Regions from separate parts of the Sus scrofa genome. Here all the other regions are linked to region 3. Evidence: chromatin contacts called from public Hi-C data. All regions are on one chromosome and are shown on one strand. Each heading gives the region's core, a stretch centred on a gene start, on an enhancer-like site or on the middle of the called end of the contact. The rest is flanking DNA. Distances are from core to core; before and after follow the strand shown.

What was found. Hi-C and Micro-C count contacts between places; a contact is called where the count stands out from the background.
Region 1: a contact with region 3 is called in a Hi-C map of embryonic fibroblasts, with 2.1 times the contacts expected there. The contact joins the enhancer-like site here to the promoter of ADD1 in region 3. A contact is called at or near these places in 1 of 5 promoter capture datasets (fetal liver), 9 of 47 Hi-C or Micro-C datasets (adipose tissue, alveolar macrophages, brain and 6 more) and 1 of 2 datasets of contacts at active chromatin or transcription factors (skeletal muscle).
Region 2: a contact with region 3 is called in a Hi-C map of liver, with 3 times the contacts expected there. The contact joins the promoter of SH3BP2 here to the promoter of ADD1 in region 3. A contact is called at or near these places in 3 of 5 promoter capture datasets (fetal liver, liver and skeletal muscle), 24 of 47 Hi-C or Micro-C datasets (adipose tissue, alveolar macrophages, blood and 13 more) and 2 of 2 datasets of contacts at active chromatin or transcription factors (alveolar macrophages and skeletal muscle).

Annotation. Positions count from the first base shown.
Region 1 is chr8:1,668,503-1,673,234 of Sscrofa11.1, reverse strand. ADD1 (alpha-adducin) reads right to left here. Exons shown (of 17, transcript XM_013978492.2): 4 at 2,517-2,679. Among named protein-coding and RNA genes, the nearest start is that of ADD1, 44 kb to the right of the region's middle. Within about 2 kb of position 2,989, at least 5 of the 83 cell types and tissues checked have an H3K27ac peak or open chromatin away from gene starts, as enhancers often do. A contact at or near this core is called in embryonic fibroblasts, where this site is marked.
Region 2 is chr8:1,581,365-1,586,067 of Sscrofa11.1, reverse strand. It overlaps SH3BP2 (SH3 domain-binding protein 2), which reads right to left and starts at 2,899. Exons shown (of 11, transcript XR_002346534.1): 1 at 2,766-2,899.
Region 3 is chr8:1,624,447-1,628,757 of Sscrofa11.1, reverse strand. ADD1 (alpha-adducin) reads right to left here and starts at 1,612. Exons shown (of 17, transcript XM_013978492.2): 1 at 1,473-1,612; 2 at 408-566. The coding sequence starts at 417.

The DNA.
Region 1 (4,732 bases), core at 1,740-4,239, 43 kb before region 3:
AAAAGACCATACAGCACGACCAAGTGGGATTCAGACCAGGTTCACAAGGATGGTACAAATCAATTTTCATTAGAAAAATTCAGAAATGAGGGCCAGAATGTAAAAGGAATTAGATATGAATAAATTAATAATTTTAAAAATAAGTTCTAAATTAAAAGAAAACCGAAAAAGAAAAACTTTTTAAATCACAAAGAAATAAAGTGATAAAAAGAATCTGAGAAAAAGTGAAAGTTAAAGAAGACAGATGAGAGTTCCCCAGTAGTCTAATAGGTTAAGGATCCAGTGTTGTCACTGCTATAGCACAGGTTTGATCCCTGGCCTGGGAACTTCTGCATGCCACAGGAGCAGGGAAAAAAAAAAAGGGAGTTCCCATTGTGGCACAGCAGAAACGAATCCAACTAGGAACCATGAGAATGAGGGTTCAATCCATGGCCTCACTCAGTGGGTTGAGGATCCAGTGTGACGTTAGCTGTGGTGTAGGTCGCAGACGCGGCTTGGATCTGGCGTTGCTGTGGCTGTGGTGCAGGCCGGCAGCTGTAGCTCCGATTAGACCCCTAGCCTGGAAACCTCCATATGCTGCGAGTGTGGAACTAAAAAGCAAAAAAAAAGGAAAGAAAAAAAGAAAAAGAAAGAAATGCTACTGATTGTTCATGTCAGAGCATGGCAGGAAACCAACCTCTCACTGTGAAGGGTTCCCTTTCCTAAACAAGCTGCAGAGCTCTTCACCAGGATGGTGACTGGAATGGCCTTCACCTTAGAATCATCCCTAAGTTCCGTGTCATTTGCCCCATGCCATCTACATATGTTAGATTCTACAACAAAGGCTAAGAGTTTTGTATTTAGGAGTTCCCGTCGTGGCTCAGTGGTTAATGAATCCGACTAGGAACCATGATGTTGTGGGTTCGATCCCTGGCCTTGCTCAGTGGGTTAAGGATCCGGCGTTGCCATGGGCTGTGGTGTAGGTTTCGGACGAGGCTCGGATCCCACATTGCCGTGGTTGTGGTGTAGGTAGGCCTGCGGCTTCAGCTCTGATTCATCTCCTAGCCTGGGAACCTCCATATGCTGCGGGAGTAGACCAAGAAATGGCTAAAAGACAAAAAAAAAAAAAAAGATTTTTGTATTTAAGAAACAAACTATTAGATACAATTAAACGAATTATTAGATATAATTAAAACAAATTAGATTTTGTTTTTCCTTCTTTTCTGTTTTTATGTGGCACTACTGCAATAAAGTTTCCTTATATCTGATTGGAAGACAATATACAAGTAAATATATTACATTGTTCTTTATCATCTAATTCATATAAATATCACTAGAATCCATGCAGGATCCATGCGAAAACATGAAAACCTAGTGGCTACCATTCAACTTCAGTAAATTAAATGTGATTCTTATTACTCTCTAGCTATTAATGACATTATCATTCTGGTGAATGCCAAGCAACCTCTTTTTTTTTTTTTCCCTCGGTCTTTTTGCCTTTTCTAGGGCCGTTCCCGTGACATGTGAGGGTTCCCAGGCTAGGGGTCTAATCGGAGCTGTAGCCGCCGGCCTACACCACAGCCACAGCAACATGGGATCCAAGCCATGTCTGCAACCTACACCACAGCTAACAGCAACACTGGATCCTTAACCCACTGAGGAAGGCCAGGGATCGAACCCGCAACCTCATGGTTCTTAGTCGGATTCGTTAACCACTCAGCCACAATGGGAACTCCCTCAAGCAACTTCTAAGAATTCCACAGAACAGACAGGTAAACAGCAAATGGCAGGTGCTCTAACAGAAACCAGTACCTTCTGTGAGTCAATCAGAAGCTGATTACCCAACTAGAACCATGAGAGACTGACCCAGGGCACGGCACACAGAAGGTCAGATTAGCTGATGCTCAATCTACCCTGGGCTCCACTGGTCCCATTAATGCTTTCAAATTCAACAGCCATGGCAAAGCTCCATCTCTGCACAACTAACATTTTTCTTCCGGCTTTCTTTTGAATTTCTCTGTTTCTTACTCATTTACAAGCAATAGTAGGGAATGGTAGATAAAAGTTGACCTGGCTGAAATAAGTTCAGGCAAAATCAAATTACTACCCACAAGCATTATTTCTGATTAGTTTTTCTTAACTCACAAAGGGTCTGATAAAAGTCATCTGCCTAAGAAGTAAGAGTCTCACTGGCTCATAGAAAAAGGAACCCTCTACGGTCAAGCCATTCTCAGCCCTATCATTTCCCCTGCTGCACATCAAGTTGCCTGGCCAGGGTCTGAATCTGAGCCGCATGTGCGACCTAGACCACAGCTGTGTTAACACACTGTGCTGGGCTCAGGACTGAGCCAGCAGCGCCACGGAGACAAACCGGACCATGAACCCACCATGTCACAGTGGGAATAATAAAACATTTTTTAAAAAAACTCAGTTCTATGTATTACATACTGTGTGCTCATCTACCTGACATAAAAAAAAGCATCAGGAAATTTCACCTGGAGGCTGGCAGAGCCCATGCCCAGTCAGGAAGTACTCACTCATGTTCAAGGCAGCCATCCCTCCTTGCGGAGCTGCTGGGTACACATTCGGCACGTTTGTCGTCATAAAATCCGCTATCTGCTGTAGCGCCAACAGGCCTGTGGGGTTCTTCCCCTTTTTGAACTGTTCCTGTATCATTGATTCCAACTCTTCACAGAAAGCCTAATAAAAGCCAGATCAGAACAATGAGACACCACTTCTTTTCTGTTCCTTGGGAAGGCAGGGCTAACCATTACAAAGATCAGTCTTTTTGTTTGTTTTCATCCAGTGCTGGAAAAGGAAGTGGATATTCTCATACATCTCACTTCTTGCCGCATAAATTAGTACATTCTCTCTGGAAAGGAATTTAACAATACAGAGGCTTAACACTTTGGAAAGGCACTTCCTATTCCTCCGTGTCTTTTCTAGAACTAATCAGAGATGTGCTCAAAGACTTATTCACAAGGATATACATCCCAGTACAACTACTACAGGGAAAACAGCAAGCAGTCTACATTTCACAAGCAGAGGACTGAATAAATATGAGTCAGGGGAATTCTATGCACCAGTTCAACATGAAAGGCTGAAAAAAATTAAATAACACTGTTCTGGGCGCTGAGAACACAGACAGAAAAGAACAGCTTTGCCATCAAGGAACTTAAACCTCAAGAAGGAAGACACAAAAAAGAAGAAAATCCACAGTACAAGGGGACCTCTGTATCCGTCCAAAGCATTCAGATGACCTGTGCGCGCAGTAGAGAGCTGAGCTTGGCAATGACCTGTGAGGTTGGAGTCGCCCACCTCCGTTCCAGATTCTGGCCCCGACTAACAGGCACCACCAATGACCTTGCGTGCCTGCTTGGTCCTGACTCCTGAGGTTCAACCTGAGGTCCACTCCTTCGCCTCTCAGCCTCCTGATCACCTCCCCTCCAGTGACCCTGTCACTCAACTCACCTGGCCTTCTATTTCTACGGTCACGCCCTAGAGACCTCCCCTTTCCTAGTACCTGGGCCCTCTTCAATCTCAGAGCCAGGCGTGTGCTCTCCATCAGCCTTTCCTGGTGTCCAGCTCAGCCTCCCTTCAAGCCCGTTGTGATCCTAAGACCTCACCTTCACCATCCCTCACCCTCCCCGTGTCCCGACTCCCCTCACTCACATCAGACCCGTGGTTTAACAGGCTGACCCTTCCCTTGCTTACAACTTCAACTCTCCGCCATCTCATCCCGCAAAATCCCCACCCTCGCCAAGTTCAACTCTTCTCTGTTTCTACTCATGCTGCTGATGCTGAAAGGGGCTGGAGGGAAAACCCGGGCCATGCTGCACGGCCTCGCTGTAAATGCATGACCACTGCGCTGAGCGCACCCTTTGCATGAAACCAGGGACCAGCCCCTCGCCCACGCCCCACGCAGTCTCTGCACGGCTCCCCGGGCTCACTGTCGGCAGACCACCGCACTTGCTGTTCCGCTGAGAACAGAGAATCGATCTGAAGGAAACTTCCACAGGCTCCCTCTGACACCCACCCACCCATCAGCGTCCATGCCCACACAGTGGGCCTCCCCACTCCAAACTGTGGTTGGACGGGCCTCACTCCTAAAACCGAGAAACCAACACCAGGACGTTCTATTAAGTAAACCCCAGACTCTAATCGTCTTTTCACGAATGACCTTTCTCTGTCCAAGCTCCCACAGCGACTGAGGTCAGCAACATGCTGGCGCTGTGTTCTAAACAACAGGGGAGCGACTTCCCTGGATCTCTGCACGCCCAGTGCCTGGCACATAGTAGGTGTGCTGGGTTTAGTTTCTTCACTCTGTCCTTTGTGATTTTTACTTGGTTTCTTGTTGCTTTTGCACACGAAAACCGCTCAAGCCAATGTTAACCTGATTTTTCCTCTCACCGCTTTCTTCCCCATCCATCAGCAAATGCTATTTATCCTACCTTCAAAATGAAACTTAAACGAGTCCACCTCTCTCCACATCCACCACCACCAGTGTCCCAAGCTACCATTACCTCTTGTTTGGAAGACGGCTTTCTCTCTCGCCCCATGTGACGCTCTCTCTCTACCAAAGCCAGTGTGAGTTGTTCAAAGACAGAACTGTGCTGGTCCCAACTGCAGCTCTCCAACGACTCTCAATTGTACTCAGTGCAAAACAGACTCCCAAGCTGAGCTCGCCAGCCTCCACGCCTGCTCCCTCCTCCAACCCACTGCACCCCCCTCCTTGTGCGAGTGCTCAGACCAC
Region 2 (4,703 bases), core at 1,650-4,149, 44 kb after region 3:
AGGGTGACCAAGTGGCAGGTGCTGTTGGACCTGCGTGCCTGAGGCTACAGAGCCCAGAATGCTTCCGTGCCCCCCACTTCTGGGACTTAGGTCCCCACATGTGTGACCATCCCCAGCCCTTGGATGACTGCAGGGCCACTAGAGGCCTTTCAGAGACAGGTCACCTATGTGGGGGAGGGTTTCAGCCTCCTGACAGCCCCCCTCGCCCTGCCTCCCAGGCCCCTCTGCACTTTCATCCACTGGCCCGTCCACCCCCTCACCACATCCTGTGCACACCAGGTCACTCTGGTCAAACTGGTCTGCTACCCTCCCCCTGCCAGCCTTTGGTTCAGTCTGTTCCCGCCTTCGCGGCCGTCCACACGGCTCAGACAGCTCTCCTCCGGACTGCAAGCCCTCATGCACTGGCCACCCGTAGCCCACCTCCCTTGGTCAGGTGACCTAGTGCTGGCCATGTTCCCTGGGGTAATTAAAGAACCACATACTGAGTGGTTCTTACTGGGGCCACCTACTTTTTTTTTTTTTTTTTTGGCTTTTTAGGGCCGTACCTGTGGCCTATGGAAGTTCCCAGGCTAGGGGTCAAATCGGACCTACAGCTGCCAGCCTATGCCACAGCCACAGCAACATGGGACCCAAGCTGCGTCTGTGACCTACACCGCAGCTCATGACAACACGGGATCCCCAACCCACTGAACGAAGCCAGGAATCAAACTGGCATCTTCACGGACACGAGTCAGATTCATTACCCGCTCAGCCACAACAGGAACTCCTGAGGCCACCTTCTAGCCAGCCAGTGAGAAGAGGGCAGGTGTCCCATAATAGGGCGTCAAGGACAGAAGCCAGGAGGACCCAGGTACCTCCCTGGGCCTGGCCACTCCTGAGAGGCTTGGGCCTTTGCCGTGAGACCCAAGCAGGCAGGGACCTGGGAGCCTACCTTTGCCCCAGGCCTCTCCAGGCCCAGCCCCACCCCCACTCCCAAGCCCAGGAGGCCCAACCATCCCTGTCCTCAAGCCCTCGGGGCCAGGAAAATCACCCCCAGCAGCAGCTCACTGTCACTGAACACTAACCATGTGCCACCACCAGCCCCTGGACAGTCACAGCCATCTAAGATCACCCGGCTGGTAAATGGTGGCTGCCAGATTCAAAGTCAGAACCCAGCCCCTCTGTGACAAAGGCTGGGCCACTGTCTCTCTGCACCCCTTCAGCCTTCCCACATGGAGGCCTGCAAGCTTGTGTGCATCCATGTTGGGGGGGCGATGGGGGCTGACTCAGCACCTCACTTTCCTCTGTCCACGTGAACAAGAAGGGCCAAGGGCAGCCTGGAGTCACCCATCCTCCTACTTTTCCCAGGCTGGCCTCCTCGTCGGGTTCCTCCCTGAGCCTGTAGGCCTGGGGGACGCCCCCCAAAAAGGCTAGGCTGTATCAGCACCCCTCTCTCCAAACAGCCAAAGGGGACTAGACTCGGCCATCTACCCATCTGTTCTGCCTGTCCCCCTGGCTAGGGTGTGCCCCACACACAGCCAAGTGGCAGAGTCGGGGTGCAAGGAAGTGGAATTTGACGGGGTCCCTACCCCTTGGCGCCTCCATCCTGGCCCCCTGGCCCACCCAGAGTGGAGCCCTGGCTCCTGGAGGGCCCTCTGCAGGGGTGTCCTGGGTACAAGTCACAGTGGAGGAGGGCCAGCGGGTAACAGAGCCCAGTCCCCTCCTCTGGTCCCACAGAGCCGGGGCCAGGGGGCTGCCCCAGGGCCACACTGCATCAGTGCTGGGCTAGACTTAAACCTGGAAACCTACCCCTACTCCAGGACTTGCCGTGCCCCCTGGTCATCAGACTGTGCTCAAAATATTCTCACATTTTCTCATCATTATGGCAAAGCAACATTTCCTGAGCCCCTTCGGTGCTGGAGCCTCGTTTCACGTGTCATCGTCAGATAACATGCAATCCCAGAGGTCCCACACAGACCCCCCAACCCAGGCCAAGGGCATTTATAAGGGGCACTTTACTCAGCATGGCCACCTGACCAGCAAGTATAGAAGTCACCAAAGCTGACATACGGGCAAAGTGAGGCACTCAGGGAAGATGTGAGGCAGTCAGGGTCCCGCAGGGTGGCAAAGGGAGCGGGCTCTGGCTGAACGCTGCTCCAACAGGCCAGCTCAGAACCCCAGCCACAGCGACTATCAACACTTCACCAGGGGAAGCAGAGGCCAGGAGCAGCAGGGAAAGAGCTGGGCTGCTGGGAGGGCCGGGTACATGTGGAAGGAAGGCTGTCCCCAACCCCCAGACACTCACTGTTCCCCAGAATAAGAGTCGCAGACACCCCTAGGCCATGGGGCTATCAGTCACTCACACTTCGGTGTGAATTCTCCAACAGGCGGCTTTTCTCCACCCTCCGCGGCACACAGGCTGAGGGAAGGAAAGTTTGCATTACCGGGAGGAGGTGGAGGCAAATTCCGGGCCTGGGCCTTCAGAGGCCGGTCGCGTACGTGTAATGGGGCCTGCGGCCGTCGGCCAGCCCCAGGGGGCTAGGGAAGTGGGGGCTAGAGGGACGGGGTGGGGGTGCGGAACAGATACAACGCCACCGCCCCCCGCCCCTAGGCCTCCAGGGTGCACCCCAGGCACACCTCGAACCCGCTCATTTCAGGCAGTGGTGCTCCGAGTCTGGGCGGGCGCTAGAACTGACCGCCCCGCGCGTCCTACAGCGAGGACCCTGGCCCCTGGGATTCCGGACGCGATCGCGCCCCTCCCGTCCATGCCCGCCGCCCAGCCTTACCTGCCGAGGCTCTGCTCCCAGCCCGCGTCAGGGCCCTGCGTCCGGCAGCGGATCCCGCCTCGGCGGCCCGGCGTTCGCGCCCGCCGGGAGGTAGCCAGGAGCTGGATCCCTCCCGGAGCTGGGCCCGCCCCTCCTGGCTGGCCCCGCCCCCCACAGGCTCCTGCCCCGCCCCGCCCCCCCGGCCCGGCTCCCTCAGTCCCCCAGCGCGTCGGGCCCCGCCCACCCCCGCCTCCGCGCCTCGCCCCCACCCTCCCGGCCCGCCCCTTCGACCTGGTCCCGCCCACTCCCGCCCGGCGCCGCGTTGCCCGGCTCCGGGCCCCGCCCCTTCGAAACGACCCTGCCCCTTTAGTCTCCTCCCCTCCCCCACCCCCACGCACCCGGCCCGAGTCCTCTGGCCCCCGGGGCCCACCTCGCCGACTCCTTTTGCGATCTGAAGGACGCGATGCAGCCCGCAGTCCTCGGGGTTCGAGGTTTGGGCGCAGGGTGGGGATCAGGACCTCAGAGTCTGGGGGTCTCCCACCTTTCCACACTCCTGCTCCCCAGGAGGAGAAGGCAGGAGTTGGCTGCACGTGTGGACCCACCATCCCTGCACAGGCACCCTCTAGGGTTCAGTAAATGCAAGTGCGTGTCCTGCTCAATGACAGCCGGTGGCCCCACCGGAGGGGGTGTCGTCCTCCAACCCGCTGATCCTGATCCTGTAGGAGGAGGCCATGTCCCTCGCGGACCCCATCCCTGCCTCCTTGGTCTCAGGTCTGGAAGGGAGGGACAGGGGCATGGGATGACCCCTCCCCTGCCCCAGGAAGAAGTCTTGCTGGGAACCCAAACTTCGGAACCTGGCCCTTATTTCAGAAGAGTCTCTAGGGCATTTTTCCGCCACTTTGAAGCCAGGACACAGTCCTTGTACCAGGTCTGGACTCTCTTGGCCCAGGGGTCTGATTCCAACACTGGGAGGCCCAGAAAACAGGGTACTTTAAATTTTGCCTCTGGGAGTTCCCTTTGTGGTGCAGGGGAAACTAATCCGACTAGGAACCATGAGGTTGCAGGTTTGTTCCCTGGCCTCGCTCAGTGGGTTAAGGATCTGGCATTGCATTGAGCTGTAGCGTAGATCGAAGATACAGCTCAAGTCTGGCGTTGCTGTCGCTGTGATGTAGGCCTGCAGCTGTAGCTCCAGTTAGACCCCTAGTTTAGGAATTGCCATATGCCCCAGGTGTGGCCCTAAAAAGACCAAAAATAAACAAGTAAATAAATTAATTTTGCCTCCTGGGAGGCTCCCAACCAAGGTCCTTCCCAGAAGTTGTGGGGGGATGGGGAACATGAGTCCAGCTTTAGACGCAGATCACTCTGTTTAAGGGGCAGGGCCCTGGGGGAAAGGGAGCTTGTCAGATCTTGCAGAAAGGGCTTCCTGGGAGGAACTGGCTTCCTGGAGGGGCGTCCTAAAGGGCGGTGTGAGTGGTGGAGATAGGGAGGAGGTGTCCCAGGGAGAAGCAGTACGGCGGGCACGTTTGTAGGGGACTGGAGCTTCCAGAGAAAGGCCTGAGGAGGGGGCTGGGATCCTTGGTCCCAGAGCCCAGGAAGCAGTAAACAGGGGAAGGATAGGATCTGGCTGGCGGCTGAAGAGGCTATGGGGAGGGCAGAAGGCCAGCGCACCGAGGCTGGATTGTCCAGGTGGGAGGCCAAGGTCTGCCCCTCTGTGTGGCACTGGGCATGAAGGGCGGAAGTCCAGCAGGGCAGCCACAGCAGGCGCTGGACCAGCCGCTCTGAACAGGCAGGATGGGGAGCAGCCAGGGGCTAGAACTGGGTTAGGCTGAGTCCGAGAGTCCCAGGCTGTGGGGGTGCCCAGAGTTGTAGCTGAACATGGGCCATGTCCACCTGTCCAGAGCTGCCCAGGTGTGGGTCCCAGGCCCCAGAAAGAGGAGGCCTGGGCGCAGCAGCACACAT
Region 3 (4,311 bases), core at 363-2,862:
ATGGGGGATGGGCTGGGGGTTGAGGATGGAAATGCTATAAAATTGGGTTGTGGTGATTGCTGCACAGCTATAAATGCAATAAAATTCACTCACTAAAAAAAAAGAAAGGAAAAAAGAGAAAAAGGTTTGCTGTATAAATTATATAGAGAGAGGAAACTATCCCATCTTTTGGAGATCGGGTAGAATTGAAATTCATGTCATTCAGTGAGTCTCTGTAACTAAAACCACACAAGCAGTAAAAACAAATCATTTGTCCTGCCGTAAACCACATCAAAACTCTGAAAAGCAGCTCTGCTGCCAAAACCATCAACTTCCTCAAAAAACAACTTTACTATTCTAGTTTCCCCCGCCAGTCAGAATCAACAGGGTGTGTTAAGACTATGGATTTTTAAAAGCAATTTACATACGGGCTGGCATTTGCTCCTCAATTAAAGATTCCAGTTAGGTCAGTCCCACCCTGGGACCATTCAGCCTCTCGGCCCGGGATGCCCTCCCCCTTTAGCGCCTGCGGACCGCCTGCTCATCCACTCAGACTCGCTTTCACTGGGCGCCTCTACTGATGTGTTCTGCGAAGACAGAGTAGACCTTTCAGCAGCCTGTTTCCCATCCCCATCAGGATTTAATTAATTTTTCACACCCCCAAAAAGTCTTATTGTAATAGCACTGGATACAGCTATCAGCTATGTTTTTGGTTCCCGGGGACATGACACATTGCTTATGTCATTTAGGCATAAAATCACATGGTCACACCACCAGCAGTTTTAGGTTAACCAAAATATTTATTTCAAGGTAGGTACGCATGAAGTGAGCACAAAACCCTACAAAATATCTTGAGCCATGAACTGCAAGAGCGAAAATAAAAGCAACCGTTTAAGGCAAAGACCCTCTGACATCCCCCAAAATAAACAAAAAAGGCAGGCAGGGAGGGAGGAAGGGAGGGAAAAGACCACCCGCGCCTCCCCTAATAAAGTTGCAGGACAACCCGATCACCATCCGGGGGCAGATCGGCCTTTCTCTCTCGGCAGAAGCTGTCGTTTTTTAAAACACGGGAGCAGACGGGCAGCATTCGGACACCGGTGTCCGCCTGCTTCTGTGCGCGAATCCCGGAGCCGTCGGCGCTGCGAGCCACCGGCCGGGCCTCGGCGAGCAGCAGGCGGACCCAGCGTCCGGCCCGGACCCTCCTTCGGCGCACGGACGCGCGAAGCCCGCCACCAGCCCGCAGACCCACTGCCCAGGCGCTCCCACAGGCGAGCCCGGAGGGCGAAGGGCGAGCAGGGCGCCGGCCCCTCCGCGCCGCGTCAAAGCCAACGGCCGAACGGCGGCGACGCCCCCGGGACGGCCAGGCGCCCCTTCCCGGCGTGGCCCCCGCCCTCCGCGCCGCCACCGCCTCCTCAGGCCCCGCCGCCAGGCTGGAGCCCCTGGGCCGCCCCGCCGCGCTCGGGGCCCGCCGCCGCCCTGCGCACGGGCCTCACCTCAGGGGCGAATCGCGAGCAGCGCGCGGGCTCCCAGGTCCGAGTGCGGCCGCCGCCCGTCCGCTCCAGCTCCGGCTCCGGCTCCGGCTCCGGCTCGGGCTCCGCCCCCTGTCCGCCGCGCGCAACCCCAGCCCGCTGCCCCGGCCCGCCCGGCCTCCCGCCCCCTCAGCCCTCAGCCCTCAGCGCAGCCCCAGCTGCCGGAGCTGGGTGCGGCCTGCGGCGCCGCAGCCCAACAACGCACCACCCCATAGGTCCAGCTGTTGCCGCACCGTCCAGCAACACGTCCTACGATTGGCTGGCTACCTGAAGCTGGTGGACGCGGCGGGGCGTGACCGGGGCGGTGAGGGGCGGGGCTTGGGCGGGCGGGGTTGCCGCTCTCAGTTGCCGCCTTCGGCTTAAGTCGGCCTGCGGCCGGCTCCGCCCACCGGCCCCGCCCTCCCGCTGCGGACAAAACAGGCTTTAGCGCGTGGGGTCGGTGGGTCGCAGCCCCGCCAGCCTCCTCATCGAAGCAGGCCGGTCTGGATGTGCCAACGGCGTCCGCTCACCCGGAGCCGCCTGGTCACTCGTGCATTGTCGCCGGTCTGGTCCGTGGAGGCCTCCTGCGGGCCTGGTTCACCGGATGCTCTGGAGGGCGTGCTTCTCCCTGTCCGCCTCTCCCACTTCTTCAGCTGGACCCTGCCCTGTGCCCCGCCCTCTGCTGGTCTGGGAGCAGAAGCTCCTGCAGGGGCGGGGCCGGAATCACAGGCGGAGTTTGGGGCTGGGCGGGCAGCCAGGGTGGGGCCGGGACTGCCTGGGCCTGTGGATTCTGATAAGGCCGCGGCCTGCTGCCTAGAGCTTGGCGGGCTGATGCTGGAGGAATGAGCACCAGTCACCTCCACACAGCTAGGGCCTTGGTGAGAACAGGCTACCTGTAGACCTGAAGACTACTCTGGAGACTACATCAGCACCTGCCCTGAACTGCCCCTCCTGTTGTCTCATCTGAGTCCCCAAAAAACCCCGGGAGACATGCGCAGAGCTTCTCGCTCCCTTTAACCCATAAAGAGTTGAGGCTCAGAGCTGGGAAGTGAAAGAATAGTGTGGAATCCAGGCCTTCCCTCCCAGCAGAGTCTTCTTTAGTCTAGTCCAGGAAAGGGTGGGGGACCCTGCAGATGGATAGGAGACAGTGACCTCTGATCTCCTGGATGTTGGCTTCTGTCAGAAGACTTCTGACAAGACTCCACAATTACACATCACTCACTTCCATTTCCTTTGCACCGGGCCACAAGGGCTGGCCATAGGAGGTGTCAGCAGGGGCTTGCTGAAGGGAAGAAGAAGTAGAAGAGGACAGAGCATGTTAAGTAGGGACACAGAAGATACAAAAAAGACCCAAATCAAACTTCTGTGAAAAATACATTGGGTGAGATCAACAGCAGATCAGATCCAGTGGAAGAAAGTATTAGTGAACTTGAAAACATGAAAAAAGAAAAGCTAAATGAGGGAGTTCCCTGGTGGCCTAGTAGCTAGGATTTGGCACTTCCATCACTGGTGCCCAGGTTCAATCCCTGGTCTGAGGACTGAGATCCCACATCAAGCCACTGCACACCATGACAAAAAGAAAGGAAGGGAGGGAGGGAGGGAGGAAGAAATTAAATAAAACAGAAAAGAGCCTGGATAAATCAACTATAATAGACAAAATAAAAATGTTTAAAAAAAAAAAAAAAAGGAGCCTGGAAAAGAATGAACAGAGCACCAGTGAGCTGCAGGGCAACTAAGAGAAGCCTAGTATATATGTAATCAAGAGTCCCTGAAAATAGATGGTGGGGGTTGGGAGAATAGAAATACTACTTGAATGTACAATGGCTGAGTGTTTAAATTTTCATGAAAACTACAAATGCACAGACCCAAGCAGCTCAAAAAGTAACTTCTGGCTTGCTTCTGAGCTCTGGCAGCAATGCAGTGTTTCTAAGGGACACCTGAGGCTAGCACTATCCATCACTGGTCCAGACCCCTGCTACTGTAGCTTTGATACCGCTCCCTCGGCGCACACTGGGGTCTCAGGGGACTCCCTGTGACACTGAGGAGGAAAAACCACATGTCCGGCTCACAGCAAGTTTGTCTCAATATGTTGGAATAGCTGAAAATGGCCCACTGCTGCATCACATCCCACTCAGCAGTCACCCTGAAAGAAGGCGAAGCTTCAGATGGTGAACTTGACCACTCACTGTGTGGGGGAAGATGTAGCCTGGACCCACGGGCAGTGAGAAGTAATTTAAACAGTTGGTCAGGAGCCTGGAAGGCAAAGTCTGGAGGTTCAGTGACCAAGAGGTGTGAGGAAGAGACACGTGGATGGACCTCTGAGAACCGGCACAAGGTGAAGATCTTTGCATTGCATCTTAATGTCCACTGGTGGGCATCCACAACAGAGGCTCTAAACAACCAAGCAGAGGGAATGACTCCGCCAACAGGATCCGTCCTCTGCCACTGCAATCATCTCATCAATGAAGTAGCCATGGCAGAGGCCATCCATGAGCCCAACAGCACGGGCTCCTTATAACCAAGCAGACCCAGCTATTGCCCTTGCCAGCATCTAACCTATCACCATTGGAAACCAAGGCCCCTGAAGGAGCCAACCAGCTTCTTGGCAGCAAGTCGATTACACTGGATCCCTTCTGTCCTGGAGAAAGGAATGAGTCATGCTCAGCAAGATGGACCACCATGTATCTGACTGTGGGTTTGCCTTTTCTGCCTGCAACACTTAAGCCGGAACCACTGTCAAGAGCTCACAAGGTGTCTGGTTTGTGGACATGAAAGCCCACATAACTGCCTAGGACTGAAGGACCTTCTTTAGGACAAAGGAGAT